Regions from separate parts of the Pan troglodytes genome. Here region 2 is linked to region 1. The links are chromatin contacts, called in public capture Hi-C maps. All regions are on one chromosome and are shown on one strand. Each heading gives the region's core, a stretch centred on a gene start, on an enhancer-like site or on the middle of the called end of the contact. The rest is flanking DNA. Distances are from core to core; before and after follow the strand shown.

Region 1 (6,567 bases), core at 1,591-4,090:
AAAAAAAAAAAAAAAAAAAAGAGAGAGAGAGAAAGCCCTTTTCCCAGATTTGCAAAAAGGTTACTTCTTCATTTCCTTCATGTCTCTGCTCAAATGTCAACTTATCAAAAAGGTCTACTTATCAAGTAAATCTACTTGAACTTAACTTGGCTGTAAAATGAAACCAACTATGCCCTTGGAATTTTTCTGGGGTCTGAGGGAGGGACAGTCTATAAGTAGGGAAAGTCAAGTCCTGGCTCTACTCCAAAGTACATCCGATCTCCCTTACCTTGTTTCATCTCTCTCTGTTACACTTACCAGTACCTGACTATATATGTATATATAAATTAATGTTGAAAGCATGACTTCTCTGGAACTTGAGAGTTCATGACATCAGAAACTGGCTAGAGAAAAAGAGACCTCAGCATGAGCACAACGTTCATGACACAACACCACCACTACCACACACACACACACACATTAAATAACCTGGAACCGATGCAATTGTACAACAAAGGGAAATGATAAAGTGTGCTTGTGGGGTAGAACAGTGTACAGTGATTGGCTGGGTGCAGTGGCTCATGCCTGTAATCCCAGCACTTTGGGAGGCCAAGGCGGGCAGATCACTTGAGGTCAGGAGTTCGAGACCAGCCTGGCCAACATGGTGAAACCCCGTCTCTACTAAAATACAAAAATTAGCCAGATGTGGTGGCACATGCCTGTAGTCCCAGCAACTTGGGGGGCTGAGGCAGGAGAATCGCTTGAACCTGGGAGGCAGAAGTTGCAGTGAGCCGAGATCATGCCACTGCACTCCAGCCTGAGCAACAGAGTGAGATACCGTCTCAAAAAAAAAAAAGAAAAGAAAAGTATGCAGTAATTAAAAACACTAATTACAAAGACAGTAAAATGCTTATAGTATGTTATGGGAAAGTAGTACCATCAATTGTAAAACAGAGCGACTCTTAATATATAATTACATACAGTACTGCTATAATCACAACAATGCAAAATACATACACATAGGAAAGCTGAGATTTAAAACAAAATTAGTTATTGTGTTAGGCCTATTAAGGGGATTATGGGTAGTTTTGTAATCTTTTATTCCTCACAAGTAAAAAAAAAAAAAAAACTTATACTCTTTTTTTCCATAAAAGGAACACGTTTTAACTCCCTGGGCACACTGGTTGAGGAAAATCCCAGCCCAGTGAAGTCAGCACCCAAGTTCCCCAGAGACTCCCATGTGTGGTTGGCAGAAGGGTCCAGGGCCAGGTCTGTGCAGAAGGGCTGTCCCAGAGGTTGAAACGAGTAGTAAGTGAAGCATAGAGTATTTGCATGACTAACCCAGGGGAAAATACCCACCAGAGAGTTATTTCTATTTAAGACAGAGAAATGCAGAAGTAAATCTACTTGAACCTAATATGGCCTTAAAACGAAAACAACTGTGCCCCTTGGAGTTTTGGGGGGCCTTCCTGTAGGGAGAGAAAATCAAGTCCAGGCTCTAGTGACCTTCAGTGGAGAACCAAATTCTCCTGCAGGGGTCCAGATTGGGGGCTTCGGGCCCTCAAGGGGGCTTCAGTGCTAGTGCAATGAGTTCTGAATCCATAAACCTGCTGAGCATTGACCTTAGACCAGCATTTCTTAACCAAACTAAGGTTATGAACCCTGGTAATCATAAAAACGACAGAACTTCTTCCCAGAAAAATTGCACATTTGCCCTAAAATATGAAACAATCTCAGGAGTTTCATGGTCTCCCTGAATCCTATCCACTCCTAGTTGTCCCCATACCCCAGATTAAGAATCTCTGATGGACCTGAATAAATACAATGTCCTACATACAATGTATAAAACGTGTACGCTGTTTTTCAAGTCTACGGATAGAAATGTGATGAATAAATACAACTTCATTTAAAAGAAATACTGAATTTAGAGACTTCTTGTTATATTTGATCTCCAGAGGACCAGTAAATGCCTGTGCAAGCCAAGGAACACGTTAAAAGAATCCCCTATCCCTGCAACAAAGCCTTCTTCCAAGCGCCCGAAAGGGATTCTATTGGGACAGTTGCTCTGTCCCAGGGCCCAGGCATTGGAGAGAGCCTCGCTCCAGAGACTCTGTGGCCCCACTGGAGCCGGTGCCGGCTTTTAGGGGTTTTCTCACGGAAATGTTCAGCTGCTGGTGAGTTCACGTGCATTTAAGTTTTATTCTCCAGTTAGGACCGGGTTTTCCAGATGTGGGTTGTCAGCGCGTGCCCAGTAACCAGCTTGCGCCCAGGTGCGAAACCCAGTCATTGGGTCTCTCCGGGTGCGCGTCCTGGGTGGAGCCCCAGGGGCCCCGGCGTGGGTGGCCGTCCTGCTCCGCGGGTACCCGCGGAATGCCCTGCCCGCATGCTCCCTCTGCTGGGCGCGCCTGGGCGCCTTCCGGGTGCACGGCCCTGCCCAGGAGCGGCGCGTGGGGCCCCGGGTCTGTGGATGAATGGGGAGATAGCGAGGGGAGGGGCGCACAGCACAGCCCACTCCCCCTTACCCACGCCTCTAGAACAGTCCTACCCCTAGACCCAACACCTCCTTCTATCCCCCCGCCCCGCTCTCCCCAGACGCTCTTAATCTGATTGAGACTTTGGCACGTAAACGCGGTTCTAGGAGCCCGGACTGGCTCAGTGCACGACTTATCAGAAACTTATCTGTATCTAACACACAATAGATTCGTGCACATCTGTTGAATAAAGAGGAGTTTGTTTTTCGTGTTTGAACCGTGTCTGCTTCAATAACGCTTCCTGCAGTGGTCCTTCTTAGGAGGGGTACAGTGAGTGGTATACTGCGAGGGAAGCGGGACAAGGAGGCAAAGGGAAGGGAAACAGGCGGGCCCAGAGAGCAGCTTCCGAGTGACCTGGAAAATCAGCGCCCAGAACTCATCTAGACGCAGAGGCTCGGTGCCGTGGCATTCCGCGCTGACGGCCAGAACCGCGGGCCGCGGAGCCAGCACTGTGCCGGCAACGTGGTGGGGCGAATGCCCTGGGGTCGGAGAGGTGGAAAGGCCCGAAAGGAAGAGCCCAGAAGGGGACAGTCCCCACCCAACGTCAGGGTAAAGGCCCGTCTCTACTGGTTACTAGAGACGTGGAACCCAGGAAGCGCGAGGCCCCAGGAAACCGGCATAGAAGGAGGCCTGTCAAAGGGGCCCCGAATCCTCCCGCAGGGACAGAGCGACACGTCCACCCGGGCTCGGAGGACTAACACCAGGAGTCCCCTGAGGCCCTGCCCCAGGCTTCCCAGGTTGTGGGGACACCAGCTGCCTGCAGGGGGCGAGATGTTCCTTTGGCGCTGCTGGGCTGTGACTAAGAGCAGAAACAAAAATAGAAGCTGAGATCAACGGAAAGGAATGAGACTGAACAAACACACGCGTTAATCCTGATGGGATACATAGTAAAATAACATTCCCAAACACGGCAGTAAGAAAAGATGAACTATGTAAAGAATGCGCAGATAAATGAATGAAAATTTGGAGGACAAAAATGTGTTTCGCATCGTATTTCAAAATAAACACCAAGTGGATTAAAGTGCTAAATATTTTAAAGAACAGCCATAGAAACTATATATTTAATAGGATAAGGCAGTTATATTTATGGATAAACGTCAGCGTTCTCAAAACTGAAACAACAGAAGAAACAACAAAGGAAGACTAACGTTCAAAAATACAAAAACTGGACAGAATTTTAAAAAGACAACAGCTTGAAAAAAATGTCTGCACCAAGTGACAAGCAAATACTACCTGAAATGTATAAAAGCTTGTTTATAGGCCAGGTGCAGTGGCTCACGCCTGTAATCCCAGCACTTTAGGAGGCCAAGGCGGGTGGATCAACTGAGGTCAGGAGTTCGAGACCAGCCTGGCCAACATGGTGAAAGCCCCGTCTCTACTAAAAATACAAAAATTAGTTGGGTGTGGTGGCACACGCCTGTAGTCCCAGCTACTTGGGAGACTGAGGCAGGAGAATCGCTTGAACCCGGGAGGCGGAGGTTGCAGTGAGCCGAGATCGCACCACTGAACTCCAGCCTGGGTGACAGAGCAAGATTCCATCCCCCCCATCCAAAAAAAGCTTGTTTATATATATAAAAACAATCAAGGTACCAATTGCTAAATAGACAAAGAAGGTAAACATGCACTGTAATTCACAATAAGAAATAAAAGTCATACCCAAGTGCATGGGGAAACGTTCATTGATAATCAGAAATTTTAAACTTAAAACAGTTATGACATAACACCTTACATCTACTAAAGTAGCAAAAATGTTTTAAAATTATAATGCAGGCTGGATGCAGTGGCTCATGCCTGTAACATCAGTTCACGGGGGGCCAAGGCAGGAGGTTCCCTTGAGGCCAGGAGTTGGAGACCAGCCTGGGCAACAGAGTGAGACCCTGTCACTACAAAAAATTTAAAAATTAGTCCAGTATGGTGCTGTGCTCTAGTAGTCTTAGCTACTTGGGAGGCTGAGGTGGGAGGATCCCTTTAAGCCTGAGAGTTACAGTGAGCTATGATCACACCACTGCACTCCAGCCTGGGCAATAGTGAGACCCTGTTTCTGTAAAAATAAATAGAAAAAAATATAATAGAAAAACAGAAAAAAAATAATGCATAATGTTAGCAACATGGTAAAATAATAGTCACCATTGCTTCATACAACTCTATCTGGTTTTTTTGAGACGGAGTCTTGCTCTGTTGCACAGGCTAGAGTGCAGTGTTGCCTCACTGCAACCTCTGCCTCCCAGGTTCAAGTGATTCTCCTGTCTCAGCCTCCTGAGTAGCTGGGACTATAGGCACCTGTCACCACACCTTGCTAATTTTTGTATTTTTAGTAGAGATGGGGTTTTACCGTATTGATCAGGCTGGTCTCAAACTCCACTGCTCTGTCGCCCAGGCTGGAATGCAGTGGCGCAATCTCGGCTCACTGCAACCTCCGCCTCCCAGGTTCAAGCAATTCTCCTGCCTCAGCCTCCCAAGTAGCTGGGACTACAGGCGCGTGACATCACACCCAGCTAATTTTTATGTTTTCAGTAGAGACAAGGTTTTGCCATGTGATCCACCCACCTTGGCCTCCCAAAGTGCTGGGATTACAGGTGTGAGCCACCGCGCCCGGCCCATACAACTCTTTTGAATAGCAATATAGTGATCTTCATTTATTCAACAAACAGCTATTAGGGAGTTCCTGTTGCAGGTTAAACACTACTGTAAGATCTCACTATAATGGAGGGAAGAGACAACAAAGAAACAAATATACATGATGCAAGGTGGTGGTAGCGGTAGGAAGAAAAATAGAACCATGAGCAATGGGACGTGCTAATTGCATCAGCTTGGTTAGTCAGGGTAAGCCTCCCTGATAAGATGACATTTGAACAGAGCAACACGAATGAAGTGAGGGAGCAAACCTCCTTCACACCTGTGGGAAGAGTGATCCAGGCAAAGGGAACAGAAAGTATAGTGACCTTGAGGCAAGATCATACTGTGGTGGAACATCAACTGATTGCCTTTTAACCATGTACACAGCAACACGGAAGACCTGTTTAAATTAACTTACTTTATATACATATTAAGACCCACAAGAAATGTATTAAGCAGAAGCAATATAGTCAAATGCCTGTTTCTTATCTTCACTAAACAAAAGCTTAACCTCAGTGGAAGGTGACATTGCCGAAAGTTTGCTTCAGCCCATCCTCTTCTCAAAGCTAGAGTCTGCCAGACATGAAATGTTATGTCTTCATTTGCAGCATGCTCAGTCCTTTTCTAAATAATATCTAAACATGTGAATTAAAGTACTGTCACAGCTCCGAAAAACGGTCATCACAATAAAGGCAAAAAGTCTTGAGTGGGATTATCCAGTTTTGTAGTTTTTTTTTTTTTTTTTTTTCTGAGACGGAGTCTTGCTCTGTCGCCCAGCCTGGAATGCAATGGCACGATCTCAGCTCACTGCAACCTCCGCCTCCCGGGTTCAAGCAATTCAGCCTCCCAAGTAGCTGGGATTACTGGCACCTGCCACCATGCCCGGCTAATTTTTGTATTTTTAGTAGAGACAGGGTTTCACCATGTTGGCCAGGCTGGTCTCGAACTCCTGACCTCAAGTGATCCACCCGCCTCAGCCTCCCAAGGTGCTGGGATTACAAGCGTGAGCCACTGCACCCAGCCAGTTTTGTAGTTTTAATTACCATCACTTTTCTAGTGAGCCTCAAATAAATCCCTAACCTGAACCTCAACCCTGAACTCCAGACTCAGATATGCACCTGTCTTCTTGACCTCTCCACTTAGATGTCTGATAGGCACTGCAAATTTAAATGTCCTGGCTGGGCACCATGGCCCACACCTGTAATCTCATCACTGTGGGAGGCAGAGGCGAGCAGATCACTTGAGTTTAGGAGTTAAAGACCAGTCTGGGCAACACAGCAACAGCCTGTCTCTACAAAAAAAATTTTTTAATTAGCCAGGCGTGTTGGGACATGCCTGTAATTTCTAGCTACTAAGGAGGATAAGGCAGGAGGATCACTTCAGCCAGGGAGGTTGAGGCTGCAGTGAGCCATGATTACACCCCTGCATGCCAGCCTGGGCA
Region 2 (6,567 bases), core at 2,412-4,911, 700 kb before region 1:
CATCAACATTTAATTCCCCCTCTGTGCGTATGTTCTACACTCCACAAAAGATGATGTTAAAACATTTAATGCAGTGAATTGACAGCACCAGGAAAATATTTGGGCTGTCTGGAGTTGCCATTATTGGCTTTAATTATGACCTACTGGCTCTTGGGTCCTAAAGCAGCCAGAAAATGAGATATGTGTGCCAAAATATTCATTAGAATTCCCTTCTCAGTCATTGTACAGAAAGAACAAGTTTCCTTCTGGCTCCCATCTTCAGTATTTTAAGTGGAATTATTAATATGCCAGATTTTTTAAAGGATCAGTCAGTAAACAAGATTATGTGCATACCTTGTATTTTGCATTTTAAAAATCTTGAAAAGGTCAAATGTCCCCTTTGCTATCATTGTATTACTGTGAAGAAAGAATTGTTTTTGCAGCCATGGAGTTAACCGGTACTCTCCACCCAGGCCTCCTCATCCAAACCCTGCTCTCTGGAACTGACTTGATCCTATACGCTTTGGAACTGAAAGTACTGATGAAGCACAGCTTGGGTCTCCCAAGGAACTAGTCAGAAAGATGGTTTAATTTCTCCCGCTTTTCAATGTTCATTTCTCCCTGAATATAAGACCTCAGAAGGCTAGAGTCATAGAGGAAGAATCTTTGAGATCCTTGATGCCATGTCCTTATTTTAGAGATGATTAATCTAAAGAGAAATGGTATATTCACTGCTTTACCTTTGTGTTCTGGCATTGAGAAAGAGCAGGTGCTTTTTTTTTCTTTATTTTTTAAACCACAGCATCCTTAGTCGTTACTCTTAAACAGAGTTGCCATTTAATAAGCTTATACTATACTGCCAGGCAGGGGTTGTTGCTTTCATCCATGTTATATCATTCATCCTTACAACAAGCCTATAAGGTAAATATTATTATCCCCATTTTATAGCTAATGAAACTTAAGACTTGGGTTAAGAGATGTGCCCATAATTACAGGGCTAGGAGGAGGGAGAGTCTGTGTAAACTCAAGGTTGTCTAACTTCAAAGCCTATGTCCTCGACTATACCACTTCCCTGCCCCCATCCTGCCTGCCAAATGAAACAAGGCCAGACTAGAAATCAGTTGGCATATCCTGGGCTCTCACATTGCTTTAATTTTTCAAGTAGTGGGGTGAAGAAAGAGTCCTCCATAGTGATAAAGTGGAGAGAGATGCCTGTGCCCAAGCAGTCTTCACTTACCAGAATGTGCCAAGAGATAAACAGGGACCATATAGATGCAATTATCCCCTATTAACTACTTGTCAGGTTTAACATGACAGTTCACCCTGAAAGCTTTTGAAAGACTTCCCAGTTTTTAATAAAGTTGGCTGATTTGGTCCTGACAATTTGTCTTTCATTTAATAGAAAATTGGAAGGGCAATTTGGGTCAGATGCTTATTTTGGGAAAAAATAATTAGGAGTTTTGTTTTCTGTGTGTGTGTGTGTGTGTGTGTGTGTGTGTGTGTGCATGCATGCTCAAGGTCGTACAGGGCTGAAAGAGCAGATGTGGTATGAATTAAGGAAGTTTATCTGATGGTTGTCTATAGTGGCACAGATGATGGGGTTATTGCCTGGAAATACTTGTGTTTTCCATGGAAACATGGTTTGGGAAAGAAACTGATGTTTTAGAAAAACTAACAAAGTTAAGATCAAGTTGGAATGTTATGTGTTAAATTTAACAGCATGAGATGAAGACATCTGGCAAACATCTTAAGTTTGCTAACCTAGGTGCCAGTGAAAACTGTAAACTGAAAATTTCTTTCCCTCAAAGAGAAAATTCATATACCTGGGTTAGTTATAAATAACCTGCCTGGTCTCTGCTCCCACAGTTCCTTCTCTGAAAATGAAGTTACTGGAACCCTCTGCAAATAGGTACTTGCCTGATCAGGAAGACTTAAAGGACATCATCTCCACATTGGGTTGTTTGAGTGTCAGATCACCCTAGCCACTGACATTCTCCTAATCTAAATGAACATAATTTTTTTATCTGGACTGCTGCAATGGCAGGCTACCCAGTGTCTAGAACAGGGCCCTGCGTGGAGCAGATTGTTGATCTAAAATATCATTGATTGAATGAGTAAATGAAATCCTGTTTGCCCTGACTCACTTACCCTGTCCTGATTCCCTAACTCTTGTTGCGTGTCTGGTGCTGAAATCCAGCCACGATACCATGTCTCTAGGCCTGTCGCCTAGTCCTGTTCTCATCAATCCCTTTGACAGAAGTACATTCATTTGTGAGGACCGTCATAACAAAATACCACAGACTGTGGCTTAAACAGCAGACATTTATTTTCCCACACTTCTGGAAGCTGGAAATCCAAGGACAAGGAGTCAGCAGGTTTGGTTTCTTTGGGAACCTCTCTAGTTGTCTGGCACGTGGCTGCCTTCTCTCTGTGTCCTCCCATAGTCTTCTTATAAAGACACAAATCATATTAGATTGAGGACCACACATATGACCTTATTTTTCCTTGATTTCCTCTTTAAAGGCCCTATCTCCAAACACAGTCACATTCTGAGGTACTGAGGGTTAGGAGTTTAGCATATGAATTTGGTGTATGGGGATAGGGGACACAATCAGGCCCATCATAAAGAATAATTCCAGTCCTGTCTGCTGCCTCCAGCTGGACCTCTCTGGGGCCTGCCTATAGTTTGCTCCTAGAATGCGCGCTGCTGTGCTCCCTGACGTGCCTGATGCCCTGTCATTTCCTGCTGTTCCTCCTTGATGCCAACACCCTACAGCACAACCACCTGTTGTCTGTTACTCTGCCCTCGGCTGGGGCTGGCCTCCTTCCCATCACCTGCAGCTTGTCTTCTCTCCAAACACCTGCCCCACTGGCTGCAGTTAACCCTTCTATTTCTGGCTGTTTGACTGGAAACAACCCTCAATCTACAACAAATGAATAAATAAATAAACTGTCGGTCTCAGTCTGTTAGCACCACCAGGGTGCATTTTTGAAATAGCTGTATGGGGACAATGTGTAGGCCGAACAAAGTTAAGTGGCTTCACAAAGATAAAATGTTACTCACAATCACACAATGACATTAGGCCCCACCCACAGACAATCCAGTTCAATTGGTTAGGGATAAGGCTCGGTGTCAGTTTTTTTTTTTTTTTTTTTGAAGCTTCCCCCACATGACTTTAATAGGCAGAAGAGGTTAAGGATCACTGCTCTATCTGGTGGAACAAACCTATTAAATTGACAAAAGGTTACCAACTAGCTGAACATAGGAGCAAAACAAGGCTGGGGGATTCCCCCGCATCTGTGACTTGTGAATGTAGTGGAGTACGCCTCCCCAGAGTCCAGTCCCTCCCAAACACAGGGGTGGGTGACTCTTCCTTCAGCTCTAGCACCCCTTCAGTGTTAATTGCTCTGCCCTTTGGTCTAAGAAGTTGGGGGTGGCTTATTAGTGTCCTCTGCCATGTAGGGCAATGTGGGTAGGGTAAGGTTCAGCAATGACTCTAGACTTAGGCAAGTATCACATCTGCTGGGCCATCTGAGCGTGACTTGTAGGCTGCTATTGATGAAAGATCTCCAGCAGTAGTAAAAAGAGCAACTAACAGGGCTCTTTGGCTCAGGCAACAGTGGGACTCACTTGGATGGCAGGGGATGAGCTCCAGGCATTTAACTGGCCTCCACAGGTTTGCTGGGACTGATCTGCAGTCTCTCCATGCTGATGTCCTCCTCTTTGTGGGCTCTTTCCCAAGGCCTCCCTGCAACCTCATAGGTCCCTGCTCTCCCCCAGCCCAGGATGAAGGCGGCTTAGTCCAGCTCTCCCTCTAGTCTCTTTCCAATGTGGGTAAAGCCCAATCCCTGATGCTTCCGGGCCTTCCCTTTTGATTCTCAAGAGCCTTTTCTTCTCTCAACAAAACCTGGTTCTCTGCAAACAAAAGGCTTTGGCTTTCAAAACTATTGTTTTTGATGTGGGCTTCAAGAGGCTATTTTAAAGTCAGAAAACTGAACATTTACTGTTTCATTCTGACTGTTTCTTTCTGTTAGCATTCCGGTTGTACCAATCCTAATTCTCCTCAAGGCAATGCCTCTGATTTACTAGGGAAAAGGTCAAGTGGAAAAAGTGTAGCAAAGAAAAGCATGAACAATAACATTTCAAGATACCCTTTCTCTATGTAAGAAATACTGCAACACTGGCCACTCCACACCTTCCCTCAGGCAAGCCCCCACAAGTGAGCAGGCCAGGATGTTCTGGCTGAGTCCACACAGGCAGAGTGAAGAGGAGAACCAAGATTTTTCTTGATAATAACAGTTCTAAATCACAATTATTAAATCATTGTTTTCTTTAACAAGCCAATGGCTAAAAACAAAAGGTGGGAGGAGCTTGCTCTAGATTAAAGAAACACTAGAGATAGAACAATTTTGTCTGGATTCTATTTTGAACAAACCATTGTCAAAAGACATTTTTTGAGGCAATCGGGCAAAGTTGATTATGGCCTGGCTATGAGATGATACTGCAGAATTATTTTTAATGTTAAGTGTGACAATAGCATTTTGGCTACATAAGAAAACATTATTTTCATTTTTTTAAAACAGATGCATACTGAAGTATGTGTGGGTGATATGATAGGATGACTGGACAAAAGAAAATTGAAGAAAAGGAAAAAGTTATTAAGAAAAGAAGAAAAGAAAGAGGAAGAAGAGAAAAGAGAAGGATAGGCAGGAAAGAAAAGAAAAAACATACTTTGGCAAAAAAATTTTTTAAAAACAAAAAAAGAAAAAAGGATAGATGAATCAAATGTGGCAATATCATGATAATTATTGAATTTTAATGATGAGCATATGGGGGTTCATTATATTATTATTTCTGTTTTTGTGCATTTGAAAGCTTTCATAATTTTTTAAGTTGTAAAACTGGTGCAGAAAAAGACAGACTGAGCAATGGAAGAGATTAAAAGGGCCAGAAACAAATTTAAATATTTACTATTTAAGAATTATTATATTACTGATTTGCAGGAAGATGAATTCTTTCTTCAAATAAAATCTTCAAATAAAATCTGACGAGGAGCACCAACAAAAAGGAATAAAACAAAAAAGGAACAGAGATGTTCCACTAGAAGCTGGAGAAAGAGACTAGCATTTTTTTCTTCCCCCTTTTCTCCCCAGAAAACTTCAGAAGTAACTCAGGAAAACTCTCTGTGGAACACAGTTTAAAAACTTCTGGTGCATATGATGAAGGAAGACCCTCAGGTCCTACAGAAAATATGCATTACTCAGTATAAATACTGGACAATTGGCTAACAATTTAGGGGAAAATAAAAGTTAAATCCCTACCTCATCAGATGCCAAAATAAATTCCATTTGCTTTAAAATGTTTAGCCTGGATAATATGGTGAAACCCCGTCTCTACAAAAAATTTAAAAATTAGCCAGGGGTGGTGGTGTGCACCTGTAGTCCCAGCTACTAGGGAGGCTGAGGTGAGAGGATCACCTGAGCCCAGGAGGTCGAGGCTACAGTGAGCCACAATCACGCCACTGCACTCCAGCCTGGGCAACAGAGTGAGACCTTGTCTCAAAAAAATAAATAAAATAAAATGTTTAAAGTACAAAACAAAATCATAAAAATATTAGAAAAAAAGAGATGGCTATTCTAAAATATTGAGGCAGAGAAAGACTTCGTAAGCAAGCCAGTAAAGACAGAAATTATAAAGGAAAACATTGGTATCTTTGATTACATAAATATTTATAAGTTTTATATTGCAAAAAATAAGCCACACTCTCTCTACAAAAAGAAAAAAGGTGTGTCTCTATGTGACAAAACTTTAGTATTCTTAATCAATAAGAATATTAAAGTATTTCAGATCAACAGGAAAAAAACAAATATTCCAACAGAATGAATGAATCAAGAACTCAAAAAAAAAATGGCAGGGCGTGGTAGCTCATTTATAATCCTATAATTACAGTCCTATAATTCCAGCACTTTGGAAGGTCGAGGCAGGAGAACCACTCGAGCCCAGGAGTTCAAGACCAGCCTGGGCAACATAGTGAGACCTCCTCTGTACAAAACATTTAAACATTAACCAGGGTGGTGCACGCCTATAGTCATAGCTATTCAGGAGGCTGAGGCAGGAGGATCACTTGAACCCAGAAGCTGGAGGCTGCAATAAGCTATGATCATGCCACTGCACTCCAGCCTGGGTGACAAAGCGAGACCCTGTCTGTTAATAATAAATAAAATAAATAAGTAAATAAATAAACAATAACTATATATATAAGGGGAAATATAAATGATCATGAAGACATCAAAAATACTCAAGCTACACTAATAATCATGGAAATAAGTTAAAGTAGTGAGAAGAGTTGATGCTGTTAAATTAAATTTAGTCTAAATCTGCTTCCTTAAATATTTTAAGTTTGGCCAAAAGCTTTTTGCATACGTAGTGAACAGTAACCTAATGATGTGAAAACACACTGTAACCTACTCTTGTAACAAGCAGCCAAGTCTCAGCCAATCACAGAAGCCATACTTCAACTACTCACAGGTTGCTAAGTGTTTAAACCTTGTTTTAAAAAGGCAGACACAGAGCTGTAACCAGTCTGG

The links. Capture Hi-C pulls out chosen DNA fragments and counts their contacts.
Region 2: a capture Hi-C map of stem cell-derived neural stem cells shows a contact between it and region 1, with 5 times the contacts expected there. The contact joins two enhancer-like sites.

Annotation. Positions count from the first base shown.
Region 1 is chr9:13,762,169-13,768,735 of NHGRI_mPanTro3-v2.0_pri, reverse strand. No RefSeq gene overlaps it. Among named protein-coding and RNA genes, the nearest start is that of WEE1, 40 kb to the right of the region's middle. Within about 2 kb of position 2,840, at least 14 of the 24 cell types and tissues checked have an H3K27ac peak or open chromatin away from gene starts, as enhancers often do. A contact at or near this core is called in stem cell-derived neural stem cells, where this site is marked.
Region 2 is chr9:14,466,580-14,473,146 of NHGRI_mPanTro3-v2.0_pri, reverse strand. No RefSeq gene overlaps it. Among named protein-coding and RNA genes, the nearest start is that of ADM, 15 kb to the right of the region's middle. Within about 2 kb of position 3,661, at least 3 of the 24 cell types and tissues checked have an H3K27ac peak or open chromatin away from gene starts, as enhancers often do. A contact at or near this core is called in stem cell-derived neural stem cells, where this site is marked.